Linked DNA regions of Mus musculus: regions 1 and 2 are each linked to region 3. Evidence: chromatin contacts called from public promoter capture Hi-C data. All regions are on one chromosome and are shown on one strand. Each heading gives the region's core, a stretch centred on a gene start, on an enhancer-like site or on the middle of the called end of the contact. The rest is flanking DNA. Distances are from core to core; before and after follow the strand shown.

Region 1 (4,231 bases), core at 454-2,953, 1.2 Mb before region 3:
GTTGTCCTTTGCCTTCCGTTTCTGATGATTTTCAGTGTGAAGACAAATGGACACCCGAGTGAGCCACTCAGTGAGGTCTCTGCACACACACAGGCCCCCTGCCCAGGCACTGCTAGTCAAGCTCTCTGGCCTGCTGTTCACAAACTTCCAAGATGTGAGTCCAGTGTGGTGAGAATGTTACCACAAGCAAGGAACTCTTATTAGTTATCATTCCTTTTACATTCGTTTCTTTTGTTTCTGTTTAATTTTGTTTGTTTGTTTGTTTTGGATTTTCAAGACAGGGTTTCTCTGTATAATCTTGGCTGTCCTGGAACTCTCTTTAACTACCAGGAGGATAGCTCTGTGTGTGTGTGTGTGTGTGTGTGTTTTAAAATGATGGACTTAGTTTTATGTACATTGGTGCTTTGTCTTCATGCATGTCTGTGTGAGGGTGTCAGATTCTTTGGAACTGGAGTTACAGACAGTTGTGAGCTGCCATGTGGTTGCTGGGAATTAAACCCAGGTCCTCTGGAAGAGCAGCCTGTGCTCTTAACCACTGAGTGACCTCTCCAACCCCTTATGCTCTAATCTAGAAGCTATTGGCCGTCTAGAACTTTGAAGGTTTTCAAGCCATTAACCTGTTTTCAGCCTGTATCCACCGACTTCCAATCCTGATAATTCCTGAACATTCTTTTTGTTTGGTTGGTTTGTTTTTTGGTTTTTGGTTTTTTGTTTGTTTGTTTGTTTGTTTTGTTTTGTTTTGTTTTTCGAGACAGGGTTTCTCTGGCTGTCCTGGAACTCACTCTGTAGACCAGGCTGGCCCGGAACTCAGAAATCCGCCCGCCTCTGCCTCCGGAGGGCTGGGATTAAATGCGTGCGTCACCACGCCTGGCTCCTGAACATTCTTAACTGCATACTGATGACCTTTATACAATCCGATCTTCTTTGGTGCTCACATTTCTATGGTTTAATTCCCCCCACCTCTTTTTAAAGCAGTTTTGAGAAAAGAAAAAAAATTGCTAACGGCAGTAGTACAGGGATGGTGCCAGAGGACCCTAATCTCCACAGAGAGAGTTTGCAGGCCCTGAATGCTTGGGAAAGGCCCGAGTGGGCTTTCTCCCTCTGCCTGATCTTCCCCATTGTTTCTGTGGTCCTGCCGAATGCCTGCCTTTCTCCAGCCTCGTCCCACAGCCTGAGTACCCGGATGATGGGCAGTTCCTGTCGGTACCGAGTTTCCAGCTATAAAGTGATAGCCTGTCTCTGGGATTCATTTCATAAAAGATGTCACTGGTCACGAGGTCTTACTATCTTCTGAGGTGACTCAAAAAAACTAACTATAAGGCCTAAAATCCAAACAGGAAGGCAATCGCCGCCTGCTGCTCGGCTAGCTGCAGCTGGAACTTGCATGATAAGCCCAGCAGATGGCGCACTTGTTCTCTCGATCTCATCTGTCTTAGTAATGAAAACAAAGACCGGGAAAGGTGAGGTGGCAGCAGACCTCTCCCAGAGCCCGGGCTAGGGAGAGGCTACCTGTAAAAGAGGCCCTCAGATCCAGGCCTGTTATCTCGTTATCTCCTCAGGGCAGCAAAGGTTGGAAGAAGGAGAAGTGGTAGCAGGGACAGACTCCCAGGGACCCCTTTCAGGACTTTTCCCCTAATGCCCCGATGCATCTGCCACAGGCTAGTAAATCCAAGAATCTGTACCTTTGGACCGGCCAGACACAGCTTCGCCAAACAAGGTTTGTGCGCGGCAACCACAGGTCCAGGATTCAGCCAGCAGAGAACTTTCTGTACCATGGGTGGATAGTGGAGGCAGGATGCAGGTCTAGGGCTGCTTGAACTAAATCTCGATTTCTTCATCTGTATAAGAAAGAGATTAAGCTTAACTCTTCCTGACAGCACTGCTTGGAGGAGGTTAATTATGTATGAAGGTATCTGAGTCGGGGAGGGTGCCCATCCATGGCGGGTACATGTCTGCTCTGCGTGCTGCCTCTTCTAGGTAAGGCCCTGTGCAGAATGCCCCAGTTCTGGTGTGAAGGGGGTTTGCTGTGTTCTGACCCCCACCCCCATGGCTGGTGAGGAGCCCAGGTAACTTTCTGGACTTCCTTGCTTCGGGCTCAACAGCTTTCTCCTATTTCTGTTTTCTCCTCCTCCTCCTCCTCCTCCTCCTCCTCCTCCTCCTTCCTCCTTCCTCCTCCCCGTCCTCCTCCTCCTCCTCCTCCTTCTCCTCCTCCTCCTCCTTCTCCTCCTCCTCCTCCTTCTCCTCCTCCTCCTCCTTCTCCTCCTTCTCCTCCTCCTCCTTCTCCTCCTTCTCCTCCTCCTCCTCCTCCTCCCCCTCCTCCCCCTCCTCCCCCTCCTCCTCCTTCTTCCTGCTGCTCCCACTGTCTGACTAGAGTCTAATGGCATTCCCCTGCCCCAAATTCTTAATGGCTCCTTAATGCCCCAGAATGAAGGCTAAACTCAGAATTGATACTCAATGTCCTTCATAACCAGCTTTCCACCTACATTTTAAGCTTTTGGAACAAAATTGAAGAAATTGACTTAAATCTGAATTAACAGGGTAGAGTTCTGAGGATGGAGGGAATAGAAGTTGTTGGTAACAGGCATGGACGGGTCTGGCTACCAAGAATGGAGTCCCCCCTACTTCTCATATTATGTATTTTTTTTCTCTTGTTCTCTTACTGTGTCAGAAAGTGTCTTGCTATATAGTTCAGGCCAGCTTCAAATTCATGATTCTCCTGCCTCAGCTTCCTCTGAGGGTGTGGTGACCTGTCCTCTTGATGTGCCTTTCCTTAAGCACAGAGTCTAGGTTTTGCTAATTATTTTGTCCCTAGCAGCTAAGACAGTGTCTGCAGTTATAGATGCTCAGTCAGTACTCACTGGAATGCATGCGAGCATGAATGACTGAGAATGAATGAATGAATGAATGTCCTGAATGTGCCAAAGGTTGACTAAGCAACTATCCCCAGTGTTCACTAGCTCCTGGCCTTTTCTAACCTGAGAAGCAGAATGGGGTGGGGGAGGGGCATTAGAACAGTGCAGCCAAAAGCAAGAAACCAGAGCATTCTTGATCTAGCAACAGGGGGACGTCGTGATGACAAGGACTACAACTGTTGTGCCCACAGCCTCTTAGAACACTCCATCCTAAACCTCCCAGGAAGGTCAACCTGACTGTAGGGCTCTGGTCAGTCAGAGGGTGTGCTTGTCCAGCCATCTGTTTCCCAGGATACCATTTCCCTAGCACAGATGGCACCCGGACCTTCCTCACTGTGTCAGCGAGCTGCGGAGGACCCAGCATTGCTGAGGCTCAGCCTGGTCTCTTTCGACCCCGTTTTCTCCATCACTCGCCTCCCCTCCACCCTCCATATGGCTGCCTCACTTCGGTGTCCTCCCAAAAGAACTCCTCCTTCTGTCTGGCTGCTTAGCACCTCACAGATGGGAATCTAGAACATTTGGGAGAGGTTAAAAAGCAGTTTCAAACTGTCTGTTTTCTTTTTCTCAAGCTGGGGATTGAACCCAGGGCCTTGCATGTTTGACAGGTGGTCTACTGCTGAACTCTAACCCCGGCCCCCAGTGCCCTTGTCATTGCTTAGGAGGGCATCTGTTTCCCTGTCACCATCCCAGGAATCCTTTTCTCACCTGGAATCCTGGACCGGCCTCTAATGGGGCTGCCTGCTTTTTCTCCCCAAATTCAGCCTTTCCAGTCAGCCTGAAGCAGGACAGACTTGTGAGCAGAAGAGGAAGGGAACAGAGGCTCAGCCAGGAGTCCTGTTGGAGTTTCACAGCAGCTGACGGTTAAGAACTCCAGGATAATTAAAGATTGTCTATGTAGAGACAATATTCCTTTTATATGAAGGCATCTCAAATGAGAATGTTAAAACATCGATAAATCATACTTAAGATCTACTGACCTTGGATGGCCCTATTCCTTTCCTATAGGAGAACTTGCAGGGTTTTTTTTTAGGAATATCACAAGAATCTCCACTTACCATAAAAGGCATATCAGGCCCCTCTGTGCAGCCCTTGTGACCCATGGTTTCTAAACAGACTACGGTTCTTTCCAAGGGACCTCTAGAGCAGCCCTATAATCTCATGGATTAAATAGGAAGAAACAGCGTGGGGGAGGGTTCTTCTTTGTTGTTGTTGTTGTTGTTGTTGTTGTTGTTTTCTCGAGACAGGGTTTCTCTGTGTAGCCCTGGTTGTCCTGGAACTCACTCTGTAGACCAGGCTGGCCTCGAACATAGAGATCCACC
Region 2 (3,970 bases), core at 977-3,476, 1.3 Mb before region 3:
TCTGACCTCTATCCCCTGTGCATGTAACCTAAAACGGACTACTTACATTGTTTGAGCTTCAGTGTGCTCACTTATTCAGTTGGCACACAGTAGTGCTCCACCAACGTTCTGGTCAGGAAATATCACCAGTCTCGGTGCAAAATGTCATCATAAAGTGAGAAGAGATGTTTACAATTTCCCCTGTTTTCCGAAGCAGGTTTTTCTGCTTTGAAGAGACTGCTATAAAAGCACACCCACTGGAATAAATACATACCCGTGCCCCTCCAGATCCGGAAGAAAGGAGCTTCAAGGCTTTAGAAACCAGCTAGACTCAGGTTAGACCTACTGTAAGCAGGCTCATTTCTACTTCCAGCTTTCTTGTACACATTTATAGGTCCAGCTGTTAGAAGTGTGGTTAAAACACTAGAAAAAGTGGTGGAGGAACTACACTCTCCACAGTACCAAGGCCGTTTCGGGAGCTCAGTACTAGAGCTCAGTACTAGAATGAGGCCTCTTCTGCTCCAGTTCCACCTGACAGACCAACTTACCCTCCTTAGCTGCATAAGGAATCTCATTGGGGACTAATTTTAAAATGAAGCTAAAATCATTTCCCTCCTAACTCAGTGGCAGCTTCGTGTTAGCAGTAACAGCACTTTCTACCACCAAAGCGTCTTAGCAGAATTAGCAATGACATTTGGAAGTACGTGGGGAAAGTATCAGTTCTAATGAATGGTCAAAAGAGCAGTCTTGAAGGCTGATGGATGCCATGCTGGAAGCTGGCAGAGGCTTGGGGTTGGGGGAAGCTGATGGGATGGAAGGCGATTGTCCAGGACCACTGTAGTCCTTATCTGAATTTGCATGGGCAAGAATTCCAAAACTCCACCCAAGTAAGGGATGCCTGGAGACGTTTTTCCAAGTGGGTCTCCGCAGCAGACATGTAGCTGAGCCGCCGCGCGTAAGCATCTCGTCTTGTGGGGCGCGACGCAGCGCAGTAATTGAAACCTTGCACACCGCAGGATTGCAGTGGCGTCTATAAATACTCTCCACTTTACTGCTGACAAGCAAAACGCGGGCTTCTGGCACCGCGGAGGAAGAGGCGGCGGTGGCATGTGATCCCCGGCAGGGCGCGGGTAGGAATCGGGGAAACCCCTACTGCCAACAAGGGCAGCACCCCAAAATCTATTCCTGAAGGATCCTTTGTAAGCACACCTAGTCCTTGTCGCTGTCCAGGCACGAACTCTGGGAACCGTAGTCTGGTCTAGAGGTGCGGGTCCCACAGCGCCCCCTGTGCGTAAAAACGCGCAGTGCGCACACGAGGCGCGCAGAGGAAATCCCGGCCCAACGCCCGGCGGGCGCGAAAGTCGAAGCGGAAAGGGGACACCGTGGGCGCCTGGCGCAGAGTCGCAGTGAACTGTCCCGAGCTTCTCACCACCACAGGCTAGGTCTCCCTCGGGCTGTCCCCTGGCTACAGTAGCCTGCCCAGCGCTCCGGGCCAACTGGTCTCCATCTACTACCTCGACTCTCACGCCTCCCTTCAAGAAAGAAGGGGACGGCTGAGAGGATGGGTTTTTCAGGCGAGTAGCCTCCTGAGCACTCATGACTGTAGATCTGCCCCTCTGGCCTTGGGAGGATGGTGCAGATACATTCTTTTTCTGCCTTCTAGCTTACTAGGGTCCCACGCTTGGCAGGATTCCCCCAAAAAGGGTTCACAGCGCTTCCTCTCCCACCGTGACCCACTACACTCAGGGCGGCCTGCCCCTTCCCTTACCCACCTCTTGGTAGTCTACCTCCCCGCCTACAGCATCCGATGCGGAGGTTCCTTAACCACGCGGAGTCTCCCCTCAGTCTCGCTGTCCCCGTGCCCCCACTCCCACCCCCAGATCACGCCAGGCGAGTTATTTTCCGAGCCTGCGAAGTTGCAGAATGATGACTTCAGGCCCTCCAGGGACTTCCCCACTCACCCCCTTGGGGTCCCCGGCGTGAGTCACCCGAGCCGAGCCGCGCACACCCACCGCTCGCCTCCGTCTCGGACTCTGAGCGCTCAGGAAAAAGTTTCCGGTGTTCCAGGGAAAGTTTTCTTGCTGGAGAGAAACTAGCGATTCGGCTGGTTCTCGCCTCGCTCGCTCGCTCGCCCTCCCCAGGTCCTCTCCCAGCTCTGCCCTACGCCGGGTCGCGTCCTGCCCAGGTTTCTCTCCGCCGTAGCTCTCAGAGTCAGGCTGGTGACTGTTTCCCTCCTCTCTCAACTTACGGCCGCCTCCTCTCCTCCTCCCTCTCCTCCTCCCACTTTTCCTGTCCGGTGCACATCGCTGTGGTTTCTCTCCAATGCCCCCGCCTCGCTTCACCCCCATCCCACGCCTCCTCTCCAACAACAAGAGTAGGCGGAAGACCCTGCGCTTAAATTCATTTCAACAATTTCAGGAAATCCAAGGTCGTGGTCCTAAAAAGCAGGGGAGGATGCTGCAAATCAGGGGAACTCTGCACTACCTTTCGAAAAGCCAAGAAGAGTTTGGTCTCCCACTGTTAAACCCGGGATGAGAAACGTCTCCAGGAGTCCAGAGGTGTTCGTGCGACCAGATACAAAAGGACTGGAGTTCTGCGGAACATTTCTGAGGCTGAGAGAGGTTTTGTTGCTGCTTTGGAGCGCGCACGCGCGAATGCGTTTTAAGGAAAGATTTTTCAAACCGATTCCACACTTGTTTGCGTCTCTTCCTTAGCGTTGTAAAACGAATTTAAGGATCTGGGGTTCAATTTTTAGGCGAAGGTTTCACGAACACGACATATCAGAATTGAAACCACAGAAAACCAACCAGTTCGAACATTTTAAAAATGTAAAATAACTTTGGAAATTCCTTGTTGTTGCTCGGTAGGTGCTAAGAATTTGAGCTGGTGGTGGAGTAATCAGGATCCTAGCACGATGGTGTTTAACCTGTTGGTCGAGACCCCTTTGTGTGGGGTGTGTGTGTGTATGTGTCACATATTAGATATCTTGTATATCAGATATACACACAATGCATAACAGAATTACAGTTAAGTGGTAGCAACAAAATAATTTTATGGTTGGGGGCAGGGGGGGGTCACCACAACATGAGGATCTGTATTAAAGAGTCACGGCCTTTGGAATGCTTAGAATCCCTGTAGCACTTTGGAGGTAGAGGAAAGAAGACCAAGAGTTTAGGTCATCGTGCTCTACACAATGAGTTCAATTTTTCATCCTAGGTTATATGAACCCATCTCAAAAAACAAACAAAACAAAACAAAACAAAAACCCTTTTCTTTAACATTTCTCTCTCTCTCTCTCTGTCTCTCTCTCTCTCCCTTTCTTTCTTTCTTTCTTTCTTTCTTTCAAGATTTATTTATTTTATATATGTGAATACACTGTAGCTGTCCTCAGACACCAGAAGGCATCAGATCCCATTACAGATGGTTATGAGCCACCATGTGGTTGCTGGGAATTGAACTTAGGGCCTCTGGAGCAGCAGTCAGTGCTCTTAACCGCTGAGCCATCTCCCATCTCTCCAGCCCACTTTTTCTTTTTTTTTTTTTTTTAATGCAACTGTTGTAGGACTCCCTGCCTAATTTTGCCCTGCGGTTGAGAAGGGACTACTTTTAAAGCGCTGTCCGACCTCATATCAACATGCAAACTTTAAAACCACAGTGACATTTGATGAAAGAAAAGATATATTGCCCTTTTTTGGTTAAGACTAAGCATAATTTGAGCTTGGTCTTGTCAGTGTAACACTATGACACTTGTGTGCTAAGGTGGGGGTGGGGGGTGTAGGTGAACCTTTGAGCCCCTTACCTGTTCAGGAATAGTGGAATAACCAGGACTACAGAAAGCCCTTAAATCTTACCCTAAGAGTCCCTGCTATAGCTGGGGAGGGCACACAGTCTAGCTCGGGGCACAGAAAGCAAGCCTTGGGGAGCCTGGGCAGTGATGAAGAAGTGAAAGCTGGCCTAGCCACCTAGGTGACACAGGCCTTGAAGTCCAGCA
Region 3 (4,022 bases), core at 256-2,755:
AAGCTTTCATATTCCTCGATGTTTTGAGGCAGGGAGTCTCAAAAGTGTGCTCCATTAAACTCACAACAGTATAAGGTGCAGATTCCTGAGTCAGAGTTTCTGCTAAGTGTAGGCAAGTTCAGTTTTAACAAATGAGGACCAGGCAGAGAAAATATTATATACTATACAGTTAAAGACAATATCCAGGAAGTATTTATTAAACATTACTCCAAAAATGACTTAGGTAAATTGTCCCTATTAGCCCCTCTTTAGAAATCTCAGCACACGGATTTTATTGTTTTTCTTTTTCTTTTTTTTTGTTTTGTTTTGTGGCCTCAGACAGCTCAGAAAGTGTGGGCTAGGCCTACTGTACCAGGTGGTGGTAAGAATGATTACTTAAATGTCTAATGGTTTCTAAAACTGTTTTCTGTGCCCCCATCCTAACCCCCAGCCCATATTCATACACGTAAGGAAGAATAATGCCAGGTCTGCCATTTTATATGCTGTATGTTAAATAACGGAAGGACAGTGGGTATATCTCCGAGTTCAATATCACTGCTTAAGAACAATTTTATGTAATAGGCTGTATGAATTTCATGCCACATATTTTACTTGAAACATTCTAGCAATGTCTGTGATTCTGTATTTTCTAAGTTAAGTCTTGTATGCTGCATACATTAAGTGCAGTAAGATTTAAAGTTTTCCAATAGGGACAGGTCCTTTGAATGAATCAGTATGGGTAATAGTGGCTTTGAATGTATGGGCAGCTATATTACATTAGAGAGGAATGGTAAAATTAAAGAAATTTGACATGTGATTGATAAGGGTCTAAAATAGAGGGATTTAAAACAGACCCTCCCTAGGTGACATCGAAATTTCTCAAATTCTAAAGCAAGGTCACAGAGAAGCCATGTAGCCCTGAAGGCAGGCCAAGGACGGAACCATGCTCTCCCAAGTCTGAAGACAGTTCTTTTGCCGCATGCCATAGGCTAAGTCAGCAGGCCCGTTTCTGGGGGAGGTTGAAAGGAACAGGAAGAGTCCGCACTTAACCTCACAAACCGTGTCCCCAATCAAGAAAGCCCCTGACCCAGGCCCCATTGCTCAGCTAAAGAGAGAAGTGGAGCGAGCGCAAGCCACTCACCCTGCAGCAGCTGAGTACTGTGAAACCACCTCCAACTTGCTCCACGGTCGACAGGCCAAGCAGCAGCACCCTGAGCCAGTCCCAGGCTTCGACGGCTGCTAAATCCCAGAAGGTACCGAAGCAGCGGCTGGTTACAGTGAAGCCTCCAGGAGGCCGCCATCTTCCCGGCTTTCTCCGGGAAAGCTCGCAAGTCAACTAGATTGGCGGCCTCAAGGCCCGTCCAGGCCCCGCCTTGCATGGGCTGGCCCCGCCCACAGCGCACGCTCCCCGCCTTGGACTGGAGGACTAGTCCTTCTAACACCGCCTCCAACCTTCACGGGCACGCCCACCGGCCGGTTTGCGCCGCCGCAGATTCTCCAAAGGGACGAGGTCCCCCTCAGACTCCGCCTCTCACTCTTGCTCCGCCCCCAGGCTGCCCGCTCTGTCGCCTAATAGCGTTCTGCCGGCCGCTCAGACTTGGAACGAGCGCGGGACAGATAACGGAGCAGAGTCAGAACCATGTCTGGCTGTCAAGCTCAAGGAGACTGTTGCTCGCGGCCGTGTGGCGCGCAGGTAAGGACGGCGGTCTACAGCAGGCGAGGTGGGGTCACGGGCCGCGGGGTGGGGCTTCGGCCAGGAGCTCTAGGCGGCTAATTCCTAACCCAGTCCGCGAAAGTCAGAGGCCCCTCTGTGCTAGTAGGACTGCTCTACCGGAATTGTCAGGCACCCCAAAGGGCACTCTTTTGGGCAGTTGTCCTTGCCTATCTTACTTGACGTTATGAGGTGGGAGCTCTTGGAAATGATTCTTCTTTAAGGAAAATGGGCCCTGGGGCAACATGGGTTTTCTTTCAGTTAAACAGGACGCAGGCTTATGAAATGCCTTCTAGTGCTAAGAAAATGGTGAACTAGCGAACTAGAAGAATAAACAGCTTCGATACTAACTGATAAGCCCTGCAGAAGACTCAGGGGAAGTCCACAAAATTATATCTTTACTAACCTTTCGTCTAGCCAAGGGGTCTCAATTTAAAATAAAACAGGAAATATTTAATGCAGAGCATCTGAACTATTATTGTCTTGGAATAAGTGGCTTTTCACAAATTCTTTATAAACCTTGAAATTAGGCACGACTGAAAGGGAGATTTTGCATATAGGACACAGGTCCCTGGTGGCCATCCCTATATATGGAGAACGAGGAAAGTAGAAGCAATGTATCAGAATCAAGGTGCATTGATAGCAGACATGTTTGTCATCCCTTATTAGTAAATCTTGGTGACGGTCATCATAGAAATACAGATTTTTTTTTCATACTAAGTGTTGTGCCAGATCAGCAAAATAACCTGTGATTCAAGAGCTGTGATTGAATTTATCAAGACAGAAAATAGCCACATACAAAAAAGAAGCTGAAGATGTTTTTCAAGTATAGAAGGAGAAGTGGGTGGTTTCAGATGGTGATTTGTCAAAGACTTTTGAATACCTAGCATTTTAGATTGGCCCATATTTTGAGGAAACCACAAAGAAAACTCTAGGACCACCATATACCTCAACTAGAGATCTCATTACATGTCTCTAGCCTCTTCTTGCTGTTTGGAGGTATAGACGCAGTGTCAAATTCTGCTTTTTTGAGGGACACTTAGAAAGTCATATTCTGTGTGAAATTTCCTGATTCAAAAATGTTGGCTTGAGTTCTAAGTGTTGTGCAGATCAAATAAACGACTTTGGTCTGTGTTGGGGGGTGGGGGGTCACTATTGCTGTGGTGAAACACCATGACCAAAGAAAGCAACTTGGGGAGGAAAGGGTTTATGTTGCTTCTACTTCTACTTCACTGCTCATCATAGAAGGAAGTCCGGACAGGAGTACAGGCGAGCAGGAACCTGGAGGCAGGAACTGATACAGATGCATAGAGGGGTGCTGCTTACTGGCTTGCTCCCTCTGGCTTGCTCAGCCTGAACTCAGGACCACCAGTTCAGGGTGGCACCACTTACAACGAGCAGAGTCCTCCCTCATCAATCACTGTGAAACTCCTCTATAGGCATGCCTTCAGCCCATCTCATGGAGGCATTTTTTTTCAACCGAAGTTTCTGCCTCTCAGATGACCACAGCTTGTGCCCAGTTGACATAAAACTAGCCAACGTGAACCCCTTACTACTTTTTTTTTTTTTGTTAACGTATATGTATCCTTTAAGACTTAACTATGTGTTACCTGATTGGAAGGCTTCCCCAACAGTGAACAAAACAACCCAGCACAGTCCACAAGATATCAGTTTGAACCGTTTGATATTAGCCTTTTCTTAATGTAAGAAATACGGTCTTAGTGCACCCAGTGTTTATTGAGCAGAGCGCTATGGTATATGGTATATGGTATATGGTATATGGTATATGGTATTGTATAACTTACAAGAACATGTCTCTTGTTCCTTAGAAAACCATGCCTTGGGGGAAAACCCGGGAAGGCTTGCTTGTTTGCTGGCTTTTGATTTTTTTTAATTTTGCCTCATGTATCATGGCGTTCTATTTATAGTGACGAAAGTTCGATTTGGTTCGGTCTGACTCAGTTTGCCCTATGTGTTAGAGATTAGTATTAAGTTATTAACAACACACAGAGCACAGCAAGGATTTTGAACAAAGGTAAGTTCCAGAAGACACAGCAGGATTCTTCCCCCTCTTGCAGGTTTCTGAGAAACACAGATAGGAGGCCCATGTAGTTCATGAGTCGTAGGTGTTTGTAGTCAGTTTGCCTCTGGGTCCCTGGACTGAGGAAAGGGAAAACATTTGTGCCTTTATGACTATAGAATCACAGCAGCCTGCTTGTCATTTCACTATAGCAGTCACTGCAGGGCATCTGCCAGCAACTAGGACCTGGAGGCAGAGGCAGCTTCAATACTCTTTCCATCTACAGTATAATTTCAAAGTAAAAGAGTAGGG

The links. Promoter capture Hi-C pulls out the DNA fragments that hold promoters and counts their contacts. Capture Hi-C pulls out chosen DNA fragments and counts their contacts.
Region 1: a contact with region 3 is called in a promoter capture Hi-C map of hippocampal neurons, with 10 times the contacts expected there. The contact joins the enhancer-like site here to the promoter of Apip in region 3. A contact is called at or near these places in 12 of 39 promoter capture datasets (the 3T3-L1 cell line, 3T3-L1-derived adipocytes, the C10 cell line and 8 more), 2 of 15 datasets of contacts at CTCF or cohesin (large pre-B cells and pro-B cells), 22 of 484 Hi-C or Micro-C datasets (the G1E-ER4 cell line, the N1E-115 cell line, adipose-derived mesenchymal stem cells and 14 more), 4 of 115 datasets of contacts at active chromatin or transcription factors (embryonic stem cells, forebrain and large pre-B cells) and 3 of 9 other capture datasets (adipose tissue, embryonic stem cells and liver).
Region 2: a contact with region 3 is called in a promoter capture Hi-C map of adipose tissue, with 3 times the contacts expected there. The contact joins the promoter of Prr5l here to the promoter of Apip in region 3. A contact is called at or near these places in 3 of 39 promoter capture datasets (embryonic stem cells, hippocampal neurons and stem cell-derived epiblast-like cells), 1 of 115 datasets of contacts at active chromatin or transcription factors (astrocytes) and 2 of 9 other capture datasets (adipose tissue and liver).

Annotation. Positions count from the first base shown.
Region 1 is chr2:101,904,563-101,908,793 of GRCm38.p6, forward strand. No RefSeq gene overlaps it. Among named protein-coding and RNA genes, the nearest start is that of Commd9, 20 kb to the left of the region's middle. Within about 2 kb of position 1,704, at least 71 of the 459 cell types and tissues checked have an H3K27ac peak or open chromatin away from gene starts, as enhancers often do. A contact at or near this core is called in cerebellar granule neurons, cerebral cortex, cortical neurons and 6 more, where this site is marked.
Region 2 is chr2:101,795,481-101,799,450 of GRCm38.p6, forward strand. Prr5l (proline rich 5 like) reads right to left here and starts at 2,227. Exons shown (of 9, transcript NM_175181.5): 1 at 1,992-2,227.
Region 3 is chr2:103,072,170-103,076,191 of GRCm38.p6, forward strand. It overlaps Apip (APAF1 interacting protein), which reads left to right and starts at 1,506. Exons shown (of 7, transcript NM_019735.4): 1 at 1,506-1,672. The coding sequence starts at 1,619. It overlaps Pdhx (pyruvate dehydrogenase complex, component X), which reads right to left and starts at 1,344. Exons shown (of 11, transcript NM_175094.5): 1 at 1,121-1,344. The coding sequence starts at 1,280.